Linked DNA regions of Ovis aries: region 1 is linked to region 2. A link is a contact called in public Hi-C data. All regions are on one chromosome and are shown on one strand. Each heading gives the region's core, a stretch centred on a gene start, on an enhancer-like site or on the middle of the called end of the contact. The rest is flanking DNA. Distances are from core to core; before and after follow the strand shown. Region 1 overlaps CORO1C (coronin 1C). Region 2 overlaps SSH1 (slingshot protein phosphatase 1).

Evidence for each region. Hi-C and Micro-C count contacts between places; a contact is called where the count stands out from the background.
Region 1: a contact with region 2 is called in a Hi-C map of liver, with 3 times the contacts expected there. The contact joins two enhancer-like sites. A contact is called at or near these places in 6 of 16 Hi-C or Micro-C datasets (blood, liver, muscle and 2 more).

Annotation. Positions count from the first base shown.
Region 1 is chr17:64,435,005-64,441,985 of ARS-UI_Ramb_v3.0, reverse strand. CORO1C (coronin 1C) reads right to left here. Exons shown (of 11, transcript XM_060400805.1): 4 at 540-669. Among named protein-coding and RNA genes, the nearest start is that of SELPLG, 30 kb to the left of the region's middle. Within about 2 kb of position 5,030, at least 4 of the 54 cell types and tissues checked have an H3K27ac peak or open chromatin away from gene starts, as enhancers often do. A contact at or near this core is called in liver, where this site is marked.
Region 2 is chr17:64,317,394-64,323,481 of ARS-UI_Ramb_v3.0, reverse strand. SSH1 (slingshot protein phosphatase 1) reads right to left here. Exons shown (of 15, transcript XM_015101685.4): 3 at 5,412-5,515; 4 at 796-860; 5 at 200-321. Among named protein-coding and RNA genes, the nearest start is that of SSH1, 29 kb to the right of the region's middle. Within about 2 kb of position 3,916, at least 4 of the 54 cell types and tissues checked have an H3K27ac peak or open chromatin away from gene starts, as enhancers often do. A contact at or near this core is called in liver, where this site is marked.

The sequences.
Region 1 (6,981 bases), core at 3,781-6,280, 120 kb before region 2:
ATAATGATGTTTCCTCTGGGTGATGGGGTTATAAGTGATTTTTATTTTCTCCTTTTTGTTTATATATATTCTCTATAATATACATGGACTACAAGGAGAAACATGGAAGTATTTTTAAAAGGAAAGAACATATTAAACTAACAAGATCAACCCAACATTGGCAGCAATACCAGAGCTCCTGACTCCTACCTGGGCTCCTTCTACCACATCAGGAGTAACTACAACAGAGGGCTGTGGGGGCCCCAGCGGGAACCGTGGCTGCTGAGGTTCACTAGCGTCACAAAGTGCTAGACACACTAAGGAAGTGCATGTCCGTTCCTGCTTCTAGACAAGAAGTCCACAGCTTCCACTGGATATGCCCAAGTGGCCTTAACAGACACACACACACGGGCGCACGTGGGTTGGGGGACACCTGCACCCCACCCTGGGTTCTTCTGATTTCACAGCTGCCAGCACAGTCGGAGCATGTCTGTTGCTCCCCCAACACGGGGCTGTGGGGAGTGAGGGGGAGAGAAAAGCAGAGGCCGCTCAGCTCCTACCTGCGCTGAGAAGCACGTTGCGGGCCGTCGGGTGCCAGGCTACGATGCCAACTCTCTTTGAGTGGCCTTCTAAGATGACCACGGGCTCGGTCAGGGAAAGGGTGAGTCCATTTTCTGGGATCTGCCATACCTGTTGGAAGAGGAAGAAAGGTGATCCACATGAAAGTGGTCGGCTTTTGTTATCACATTTACTGGGACCATCCTGTGGGAAGCCTCACTGCGTAAACAGAATGCACAGTGGTCTCCGGGTGAAACATAGAATGTGGTGAAACATGAATAGCTGGTTTTCAAGTGGAGTAGGATAACAAAGAACAAAATATCCATAAGCTCTAAAAATGGTAGGTCTCTCTGGCTTCTACTTACTATTAGTGGAGATTTTATTTTATATTCACTGTTAAGTTAAAAACTCTCCAGTTAGAACCACACCAAAAAATTGAAAGAAAAATAAAAAATGACTGAAGCAAGCACCCACAAAAAGAAGCACTGGGGTGAAAACCCCTAGGTAAGCCCATGGTCTTGAGGGGAAAGCAAACTCTATCCACCAGAGGTTCTTGGGTGGCGGCATAGTTTTTCAAACATCATATTTTCTATAATTTTACATTGGGAAAATAAAAAGATACCTAAGAGTTTTATAACAAATACTGAAGAAATGTTCTTACAAAAGAAAAACCTTAATTGGACTTCATCAAAATTAAAAACTTTTGTGTTTCAAAGGATACCATCAAGAAAGGGACAAGACAACCCACAGAATGAGAGAAAATAATTTATGTCATATATCTGAAAAATGAGTTTTTCTAGACAATATAAAGAGCGCAATAAGAAAAGAAAAGTAATCCCATTTTTTAAAATGAGCAAGAAATCTAGATATTTCTTCAAGGAAGATATACAAATGGCAAAAAAGCACATGAAGAGCTGTTCAACATTATCAGCCACCAGGGAAACACAAATCAAAACCACAATAACATATCACTTCATACCCACTAGAAGTTTGGAATTAAAAAGACAGATACCAACAAGTATTGGGGAGGATGTAGAGAATTTAGAGCCCTCACACACTGCTGGCTAGAATGAAAAAGAGTGTAGCCGCTTTGGGCAACTGTTTAGAAATTCATCAAAAGATCAAGCACAAAGTTACTCTATGATCCAGCAATTCCACTTCTAGGTATCTCCCCAAGAGAAAGGAAAATATATGTTCTGCACCATAAACCTATTATTATTCATCACAGCCAAAAGGCGGAAACAACCCAAATGTCCAGCAACCGACGAATACCAGAAATGTGAAACACAAAGGAATACATGACCAAAGAAAGGATGGAGTCCTGACACACTGGGCTTCCCTGTGGGTTCAGTGGCAAAGAATTCGCCTGTCGATGCAGCTTTGATCCCCGGGTGGGGAAGAGTCCCTGGACAGAGGAACCTGCCAGGATTCAGTCCACGGGATTGCGGAGTCGGACACAACTGAGCATGCACACGTTGACAGATGCTACGACGTGGAGGAAGCTTGACAATGTTAGGTTAAGTAAAAGAAGCCAGTGATGACAACCCACATATTGTAGGATTCATGCATATGAGACGTCCAGAAAGGAAAATCTACAGAGGCAGAAAGTTTATTAGTGGTTGCTTAGTGCTGGGGGTGTGTGTGTGCGTGTGCAACGGCTCAGAACATGGGGTTTCTTTCTGAGGTGGTGAAAACATTCTAAAATTGTCTGCGGTGATAAGTGGCACATATCTGTGAATATACTAAAGACCACTGAATTGTACACTTTAAATGGGTGAGCTATATGTAAATTAAATCTCAATAAAGCTGTTAAAACCAGATATTAAATAACATTTAAACTTTTGAGAAGATTAAAACAATTATTTTCTTCTGTATGAAGATTAAGTAAATCTTCTAACATAAAAGAGTTTATGCAACTAGTTCGTAACAAATTTAGAACTTGCCAGTGGAAAAAATCATGCTCAACAGTGGAACAAGTGAGAAACAGAATTTTCCTTTGTTGGGGATTTTTAAGGAGGAGACAAACAACTGTCTGTTTTCAATTGCTTAGTGGAGGCAGAGTCTGGATTAGGAGTGGCTAAGGTTCAGCTCGGTTCTGTTGTCCTGCAAAGAATCAGAACAAAAAGGGTGCCAGTCTGAGGACTGTAGGAAAGTCGTGAATTATGGGATTATTCATAAACCTGACTTCTGAGGGCTTAGGAAAACCACCTAATTTCCCCTGAATGCTCCATCATTCAGCGGGTTTTAAGGCAGATGTGAACCAGCATGGGAAGGCAAGGGGGGCCGACCTTGCTCCTTCCCACCCATCACCCAGACCAGGCTTCTCTCCTCCGAACAAAAGAGACTCTGGCCTGTGGCCCCCTCTCTTGGAGTGTGGGTATCTGCTACCCTCTAGTGTTACCTGTTTGCTTTCCCCTGTTTTTATTCAAGGGTTTATGATCAGTAAAACAGCTCCACATTGAACTTGGCAATTTGAAAGTAAAGCAGGACAGAAATTTTGAACAGAAAACAAGTACTGATTTAATCAAAGCACGAAGTCGGCAGAGAAACAGTTAGGAAGTGGGACTTCAATGACTCAACAGGAAATGCATTTTGCAAAATGAATTCTGACCAGGCTTGGGACAGAAAGCATGTAATTCCACATGCTGTCTCCAGGTGGCACTGTGACCACGGGCTGCCGGGTTTTCCCACAAGGATCGTAAAACCTTCAGTGCCTGACTGACCCCGATTAAATAGTGCATTTTCTAAATCCCTAATGAGGCGTGGAGTGATGGGTGGCTTTGGATATAATCAGCATTTCCTGTCTTAAACATGAGAGCTCATAATGGGACTTCATCTCTTCTTTCTCAAGTTTCTTCCTCCATCTTTTCTTTGGATGGCAAGGAGATTTTAGTGATGGAGCATAATATTTATTATATACTTTTAAAAATGAGGAAATTCTTTGTCCCTTCTTTATCTAACTTTTGGCAGACCCATGGTTCCATCAACAAGGCTTATTATGCATTTCACGCAGACACCTAACCCATCGTACTACCTCGGTCACTCATTCAAGAGCACTCTCCTTGAGTAGCCACCGTAACACAGGCCCACTACCAGGTAAGGAGGAGAAGGACAACTGAACTTAGATCTTGCTCTCAAGAGGTTTATAGTCTTAACAAAGCAGAGTGGTCGGTCTATGAGATCGAAAGTCAAAGACAGCACAAGTCGAACAGAAAGCTGGAGCATGGGCTTGGGAGCCAAACAGATCTTCCTTCCACTCCAGCCCAGGCCTCTTACGGTGATGGTCAAAGGGCTCAGCACAGGAAACGGTCAGACTTCATTTAGTGCCATGAGAAAGTCCTGGAACAGTGCCTGACACACAGTCAGTGCCCCCAGTACAGTGCAGGGGTGAGGAATATCCTAATTCTTCCACATATCAGCTGTATGACCTTAGGGACATTCACCTAACCTATCTGGACCTCAAGCTTCCTCGCCTATAAAATGGGAATAATAAGGAATTTGCTCTCACTGGGGTTGTCCGGAGACCAATGCAACAACATGAATCTAAAGCACTCAGAACAACGCCTGGCCTAAGGCAGGCTCTGGGTAAGTTTAGCTGTAGTTGTTACTTGTCTTTTTCACTAGGAAACCACAGAGTCTACATTACCAACGCGACACTGGTATGAGCTAAGTGGAGTGAAAATTAAGTGTCACGAGGTTGCCTTCCTGCCACCTGAGTCTGGTACCTCCACGGAGATTCCCTGAGGAGACACCTCTAAGGATGAACAGGAGTCAGGTGACAGGTGGAAGCAGGAAAGAAGGAAGGGGAGAGGGGAGGAAGGAAATCAAGGATCTAGCTTTAAAAGAAAATAGCTGTAGGGAGCAATTTTTTAAAGAGTAGATGCTCCAAAGAGGCTGGCTGAGGGGCTGGGAGACAACAGAGTAAGAAGATAACCCTGGCAGGAGAGTCCAGCAGGAGGGGACAGCGACTGTGAGGGGAAACTCCTGTGCGAGAAGACACGGACAGCAGCCCTCCAGCCTCTGCAGGGAGGAAGGTGGACTCGGGAAAGGCCTGGCACGCCTACAGGTCCTTCCACACGAAGTGGACACAGCCCTGCGTGGTGGGCGCTGAGCTGGCTCACAGGCCCGCTGGCACGTGGCTCTCTGCCCTTTGCCGGGCTCCCTGCTACCGCCACAGCGGCCTTCCAGTTTGGACTGGAGAGGTCGCGGGTTTTCCTGCGCACGACCTGGGATGCAGGCTGGTGTGGACGCTGGCCAGGATGTCAGAGACCAGGTCTCCGCCAGAGCTGGGACGCTAACTGGCCACGTCAGCATGAAAACGGGGCTTCACTTCCTGGAGCCTCAATTTCCTTGTTCGATTCAAGGGACAGCAGCAGCTCTGCCCTCTCAGGGTAACTGGAAAGGTCAAACACGTCGAAACATTCTGCACCCCTAAGCACCACCCAAAGGTGAACTATTGCAAACGGAGTGACCTTTGACTAAACTGTCACCTCTCTTGGGCCTGGGTTTCCTGAGTAGTAAAATGGGACACGCTCCTGCCTCACTGTGCTGTTAACAGTGATTAAATATAATCACCACATGAAGGCTTAAAACAGCGCCTGGCAAATAAAAAGGATCTACGTTCATGATTATTTTTCTTGTTGGAACTGTGACCCCTATGACCCCAATATGTAATTTTAAGTCTGAACAGCAGGATTCTTGGCAATGAAATTAATTTGTCTTCAAATTAATTCAGCCCTGTACCTAACTGCCTCATTTATGTCCAAGATATCCCACGTGTGAAAGCTCTAGTTCACGCCGGGCCAGTCAGCACAGAGAAGATCAGCTCTCATCTCCAGGCTGGTCCGCTAGCTCCTCTGTGCTCCGTGGCCTCGGCAAGGACTCTGATACCACTCGCTCTTCCAGACTCATACTCGGGGAGCAGCGAGGAAAAGAGGCCTCAGACACCCTCTGCTGAACCCTCAGCGGGCATTCAGCCTGGCAGCCACTACAAGCTATCCCCTCACCTCCTGGCTTTTTTTCTTATTTTTTGAAATAATACTGTGTATTCCTGGCATTTTCTGTGTGGATGATACATTACTAAGGCAATGTTTTATCTTGTTTCGTTTTGAAAGAAAGAAAGAAAGAAAGGAAGTGAAGTTGCTCAGTTGTGTCTGACTCTTCGCGACCCCATGGACTGTAGCCTACCAGGCTTCTCCGTCCATGGGATTCTCCAGGCAAGAATGCTGGAGTGGGTTACCATTTCCTTCTCCAGGGGATCTCCCCGACCCAGGGATCGAACCTGGGTCTCCCGTATTGGAGGCAGACGCTTTAACCTCTGAGCCAAAGAAAGGGGGAAAAATGCCATCAGTCTTTAGGGCTTTCAGATGAAAAAGTGAATCAGTGAGTGAAAAGCCAACATGGTTCTGGAAAAAAACAACTTTAAGCCCCTGTTCAGGAATGACTGGCCTCCTTTTCCCACATAAATTTCTGAATATGAAAAAAGACAGGTCCAGAGTACAGTTCTAACAGGAAAAAAGTGAGGAAAATTAAGAAAAGCGGATTTCTCTCAAAGCAGTCATTTTAAAGTGTTATCTGTTTGACGGTTTTATTTCTCAAACACAGCGCAAATTTAAAGCAAACAGAAAGTGTTTCCAGACACCGCTTCCCTGCTTTAATTACCCGTCGTGAACTTGCTACCGGGCCAGCTACTGCAGTTATGGCCACAAAAAGGAGGATTCCCCACAAAGGCCGCGTTTTTTAAACGCAGAAGAAATCAACTCCAAAGGCAGAATGAAGGAAAGCGCTGATCTGAAGGGACAGGGAGAGGCTGAGACTGCAGCCACTGCAGAGCAGCAACCCTCCCGCAGAAGCCGCCGTCCAACCACCCCCGCGGGCAGGACACCCCTCACGAACCGTGACACTGAGAACAACGCTGGTCTTGAGAAAATCAAGAACTGAGAGTGGGGTTCCGATGTGCCAAGAAATAGCCACTTGGCCGATGGCCCAGATGCAATCTGGACAGAATGGAAATAACAAGTCCTGCTGAATGACTGAGAGGGGTTGGAGCCCTGGGGAATGCGCTCTCATCACCAACCACGTCACTTCCATCTTTATTTCAAGGCAAAGCCCACAATAGGAAAATTTACAACGGACGCAAAACTGGCTAAACTAGGGAGCTGATCACTGTTGTTGTCCACAGGAGTGTTAAGACTGATTCGGGGAAAGGGAACAGTGGCCATTAAAGCCTCGTCATCTGGGACCATCAGAACCTCCAGGTGAAGACAAGTAAGAGTGCTCCTCCTGCGGGAACATCCCCTCTCCCAGACTCTGGAAGAGCCAACCGGGCGGCCCTACTGTCTGGACAGCTGCTCTTTTGCATTTGTGTCTGCAGGTAAGGGACAGTGTTGAATCGACACCATTCACTAAACCTACGTTGGTTGCTATTTGTATTATATAAGGTGT
Region 2 (6,088 bases), core at 2,667-5,166:
GTAGACCCTAAGCTCTCTGAGAGCAGAGACTGGACCAGCACAGCACACGAGAGCTAAAACAAGGGGCTCCATGGTCCCCAGGGCCTGACCACCTTGTCATCTACTGTCCCCACCATGGGTGTGGGACCCTGGAAACCTTTTTCCAGCAGCAACTCCTGGCCCTGCCGCAGAGGGGAGCCACCGTGCAGGGCAGACTCACCTCTCCTTACTGGAAAAGTCGACTCCCAACAGGATACTCTCCTCCGTGTCCTGGCGCCCGCTGCTGTCCACCACCACCATGTAGCGGACCCGCTCTGCCCAGGCACTCTCCAAGCGCACGGCCTAGATGGGCGGACATGCTCTCGCTGGCCTGCCTTTCCAGGTGGCCGCCCCTTCCTCCATCAGCCCAAGACCGGAGACTTTTGTTTTTATCTTTCCCCTGAGAGTTTCAGCATTAAAATGAAAGTCTTACATCTGGTTTATATCCCCAGAATGAGGGACAGCGCCTGGCTCAAAGGAGACCCTCAAACTTCGTTAAATACAAGTGAACAAATAAAACCCAGAGAAAGACGATTTCAGCTCAGCACTGACTGACCCAGAGATCTTATCCACCCTTTCCTGCACCTTCTGGGGGACAGAGGAGCAGATGGGGAATTTGGCCTTAGTGAACAGCTTGGGAGAATTTGCTATAATGTAAGAGAGCCAACCCCCCACCCCCTCATTCCCTGACCTCCCTTCCAACTCCCTGCTCGTCAATAAGTGCCTACCAAATGTCACCATTAAAAATGAAAACTTGCCACTCTCGTCTCTTCTTACCAGCTTGATTCTATCTTCACAACGCAGAAGGTTGATCATGACTTGAAGATGTTGAGGCAGGTCCCCTGTTGGATGAATGGAGAAAGTTTAAAATGGGTCACCCACCTACTTTCCAGGCAGATACCCAGGAGAGGCTGGTTTTGAGGGTCTGGAAGACCTGGACTTCCCTTAGTCCACTCCTGAATGCTGAAATGAGTATGGGTGAGAGAGAGAGTTCATTGCCAGGTTTTTTAAAGTTGCTTTTGTTTTCTGAACGAAATGCAATATGTGTTTTTTATTATTACATACAAAAATCTCAAAAATACAGATAAGCCTAGAGAAGAAACGTTATTAAATTCAAGCAAATGTGACTTTGCAGGGGTGGAGGCAGCAGCAACTATAGACACAGCTGAAGAGAGGGATTTGCTGAGGGTTGGTCTGAAGGAAAAAGGGCTTGGGGTTATTTTCCGCTTAAAAAATCTGCCTTCAGTGCAGGAGACGTGGGTTTGATCCCTGGGTCAGGAAGATTCCTGGGAGAAGAGAATGCATTCCAGTATTCTTGCCTGGAGAGTTCCATGGACAGAGGAGTCTGATGGTACTACAGTCCATGGGGTCTCAAAGAGCTGGACATGACTGAGTGACTAACACGCACACTCCACTTTCCTTAAAAGAGGGTGAAAGACATGACTTCTATAACCAGGAGGGAAAATGTTTTAAGTCACTGCACAGAGAGAAGGTATGTGCTGGGTACCCAGAGATATAATTTGAGTAAACAGCAATGGCATTTTTTTTCCTGCTAAAAAACATATACTCTCTGTTTGTTTCCCCCAGGTGATTGAAAAGAGACAGGAATCCAGGGTCAGCCTCCAATCATCACTGAGTGGCCGCAGGGTCCCTGGGGGGTGCCTCTGGGCTGCAGGGCGGGGAAGAGAGTTTCTCAGAGATGGTGAGGCTCCACAGCCACGCAGGATCCAACCCACAGGAGAAGGGCTACGTCTCCCAGGCACAGGGGACCCCATAACTGAGCTTCAGAACTAGAAAGTAGTGAGGGTGTTTGCAATGCCGCTTTTTTTCCTAGCTTATGTATATATTTCAAATATGTCTGTGTGGGGATCGTTCTGAAGAAATGGTTCAACTGTAAAGATGCTGATGTGGAAGAAAAGTGCAAGGAGTAATTCACAGAAAATCCATAATCATTTCAGGTTGTGCAACACTCCTAAGAAATAATTATCTTAAGAAAAAAAATGATCCTACAGATCATGATTAGAACCCAGAGGGATTAATCCACTGGCTGTGTTCCTTTTTTCCAAACTTGATTTTCCCATATGATTTTTTTAAGTTGGTATGTTGCATTTTCATTTTTTATTTAGTTCAAGAAATTTTCTTTTTTATGGCCATGCGGTATGTGGGATCTTAGCTCCCTGACCAGAGATTAGACCCCTGGCATCCTGACATGGAAGTATAGAGTCTCAACCACTGGACCGCCAGGGAAGACCCAGGGCATGCTCCTTTGGCAAAAAGCATCTTTTTAATCTTAAAGAAGGCTGACAAATGATGTGCAAACGGCACTTCCAGCCTCAGAGAGGAGTCAAGTTTGTTGGAAACCGGCCCCCTTGTCTTCTCTCTTCCAGGATCCCGCAGAGTACAACACCATACGCTGGCACCACGTCCCATGAGAAATGACTTGGAGGGGATGGTCCTCGGTCCTTTTCTCTACCCAGAGGCATGCTTACCTGTCGTGTCACCAACATCAGGATGGCACACAACCACCACAGCTGGGCGCCCCCACTCCCTACTCTGAGTCACAAAGGCACACGGATGAAGGCGGACACCAGTCCCTTGTCTGATGAGTGGCTCAGTGAAAACAAAGCTGTCCACACAGATAGAGGCCTTTCTGGAAAAGGAAATGGCACCCCACACCAGTACTCTTGCCTGGAAAATCCCATGGATGGAGGAGCCTGGTAGGCTGCAGTCCATGGGGTCGCTATGAGTTGGACATGACTGAGTGACTTCACTTTCACTTTTCACTTTCATGCATCAGAGAAGGAAATGGCAACCCACTCCAGTGTTGTTGCCTGGAGAATCCCAGGGATGGGGGAGCCTCGTGGGCTGCTGTCTATGGGGTTGCACAGAGTTGGACACGACTGAAACGACTTAGCAGCAGCAGCAGCAGCAGCAGAGGGCTTTCAGTGGGACTGTCTGCTGAGACATGGAATTGCTGACACAGAGAAATCCCAACCCCGGGCCTGGCAGCCTCACACAGTCTCTGTATGTTAAAGTGTTCGGTAAGCACTTGCAAAAAAGAAAAAAAAGCAGAGAATTTGAGCCTGAAGTATAGGTCAGCCCTGGAAAGGAAGAGTCTCGGCCCAAATGGACTGGCTAACATGAGCGGAATCACTCGACGTGGAGTCATGTCCTCAGCTTGGCATGGGGTTTGCTTAGGGGCCTGTGGGTCGTCTGGGGGACTTGCCGTGAAGTCCAGTGTGTGCCTGACCCACAGCCATGTACTGAGCATCTGTGGCCAATGGGCAAGCCCTGCTTTTCTGAGCTCACTGTCCGCGCCCCCCAGACCCCAGGGCAGAAAAGCCAACAGACCAAGCTCCCTTCCCATCCTTGTGTTACCTTCCAGAGATGCACCAACCGGGTGGAATGATTTTACAAGACGGTTTTGTAGTCACTTCCCCAAGACTGCACACAGTATGCAAATATTCGCTGAATTTGAGGAAGGAGACATTTAATACTTAGGGAGAAAAACTGAGCATTGGCTTTGCTCATGCATTATGGTTAAGCCATGCACAACAGTTTACATTCCTTATAGGCAGAAGTGCTAGCAGATTAAGAAGCAAAGGTTCGGTTTGTAGTTTTATTGTACCAGCAGGCACTGTAGCAATGATTACAGCTACGCAGGCAGAGCACCAAGAAGGTAGGCCCGTTAACGTGCATAAATTTCACATTTCTTGTCATCGGAGTTACCGACCGATATTTGATGCCCGTTGTAAAGATTAGGAGACCAAAGCTCAGAAACTGACTCTGAAAGTTCTGTATGCTTGCAGAACTGGATCAGAAGCCAGGTCTGTCTGGCTCCAGAGTAAATATTCTTTCCACAAAACTCACTGCCTCCCTGTGCAGAGAGATTGTTTACTTAGCTTACGACAGACCTAAATCTTGATTATAAATATCAGCATGTGACAATATTGACTGAGCCTTGGGGTTTGCTATAAAATCTAAGACAGGAAATTCTAGCCCAGAGACTCAGCTCCCAGATGAGGCTTGATTGACTTGACGTTAGACAAACAAGATGACCGAAGTGACAACAGGACTGGCCCCAACTGCCAGCTCCTTTGATTCGCTGCGGTTCTGAGAGGCGAGGTCTTTCCAGCGCCTATTCAGACGTGCGCTGCCCATCCAAGAAGTGCCTGGAGAGGCTCCCCACTGGCTACAAAGATCCACTTGCACGCAAATGCCTCCCTAATCCTTTACTCCCAAATGCCTTCAGGTTCAGGGTCAAGTCACCTAAGAAAACCCTTCTTACTGCTTTGTTATTGCTGTGCAGTCGCTCAGTCCGACTCTGTGCAACCCCATGGACTGCAGCATGTCAGCCTTCCCTGTCTTCCACTTCCTGGGCATTTCTTTTCTTTTTTTTGAAGCTTTTTTTTTTTTTTTTGTAGACCATTTTTAAAGTCTTTATTGAACTGGTTACAATATTGCTCCTGTTTCTCTGGTTTGGTTTTTTGGTCACAAGGCACAAGGGATCTCAGTTCCCCAACCAGGGACTGAACCCGCACCTTCTGCATTGGAAGGCGAAGTCTTAACCACCGGACTGCCAGGGAAGTCCTTGGACACATTTCTTATTTCCTTGCTTTTGTGCCTCAGTGAATACTTGCTTTGATCCCATTTTATAATTTCTGTCTACTTCCAAAAAACCACCCACCATTAAAAAATAAAGACTTTCCAACCCAATATGTGCCCAAGGTTTGTAAATAAATTCCCCAAATGAGAGCCTTCCAAGTGCTCAGAGCAATGACAGGCTAGGCATCTCGCACCCCAAGGCAGTAATTTTCAAGGGGACAACATCTGGCCATAAGATGCTCTGGTACATTTGTTAAAAAGGCATGTGAAGAAAGGGAAAGCGTTAGCTGCTTAGTCATGTCCGAGTCTTTGCGACACCTTGAACTACGGTCCACCAGGCTCCTCTGTCCATGGAATTCTCCAGGCAAGAATACTAGAGTGGGCAGCCATTCCCACTAGGGGAATCTTCCCAAACCAGGGATCAGACCCGGGTCTTCTGCAAGGCAGGCAACTTCTTTCTTGTCTGAGCCACCAGGAGAAGCCCAGGATACTGTAACTTAAAATCTGCAGTTAACGGATAGACTGAGTAGGGAATCTTTACATCCAAACAGAAAGCTGCTGACCTTATATACACACGCATGGTCAAAGGGTGCTGGCTCCCAGTACCGTCAGGAAAACACACATGGCCTCAAGAAAAGAGCCTCTAACCTGCACCTGTTATTATCAACCTGTGCTGCGCTATTTCCCTGGCCTTGAGAACCAGCCAAGTGCTGAACACAGTGTTGCAGGGTTGCTCAGCCACACAGAAGGTAACTCCCTGGGTAAAAGCATCAGTTTAGAGCCATCACCTGCATGCTTGTGGGGGTGCTGAAGACTCCGCTGGCCTTGAGGGCTGCTTCCCTGCTGTAGGAAGAGGGCTGCTCCTTTCACCATGAAAAAGCTCTCACTTAAGCTGGGGAGAGGAAAAAAAAACAGAGCACAGTTAGGCTGGAATTCACACAGGAAAATGGGCGAAGACAAGCTGCAGAGGAAAAGCTGGAGAGTGGCATGTAAAAGGCCAACGGGATGAAACAGCTCCTATGGTAGTTCCACACACTGCTCCCCCCAAACTCTGGCACAAGCCTGCTGCTGGAGAGTTTCGGGACAAAGCGGGACACCTCGGCTACAACACCGAGGGTCTCCACAGGCTCCTCCAGCACTCAGAGCCCCTTCCTGCAGGACACTGTGACGGGACCCACTGTAATACGATGTCTTCTGGAAACAGAGACCGGCTCTCTGATGAGCAGAGGCTGGTTCCTTTCGTGAATTTTTCAGACTTTTGCTGCTGATCTCTTCCCTCAGCGCTCTGAACTTTTAACAACCTCACTGCTTCCTGGTGTCTTCGGTTTACAGAGCATAAGGAAGATGAAATCACACTTTCAGTATCTGTTTGCATCTCAAGAAAAACGGGTGGCTTGCTCACTATTCCCATAGAAAAGCTCAAGTTAACCCAGTGAACTTCTCAGCAGAGGGAATCTTTGGTCTT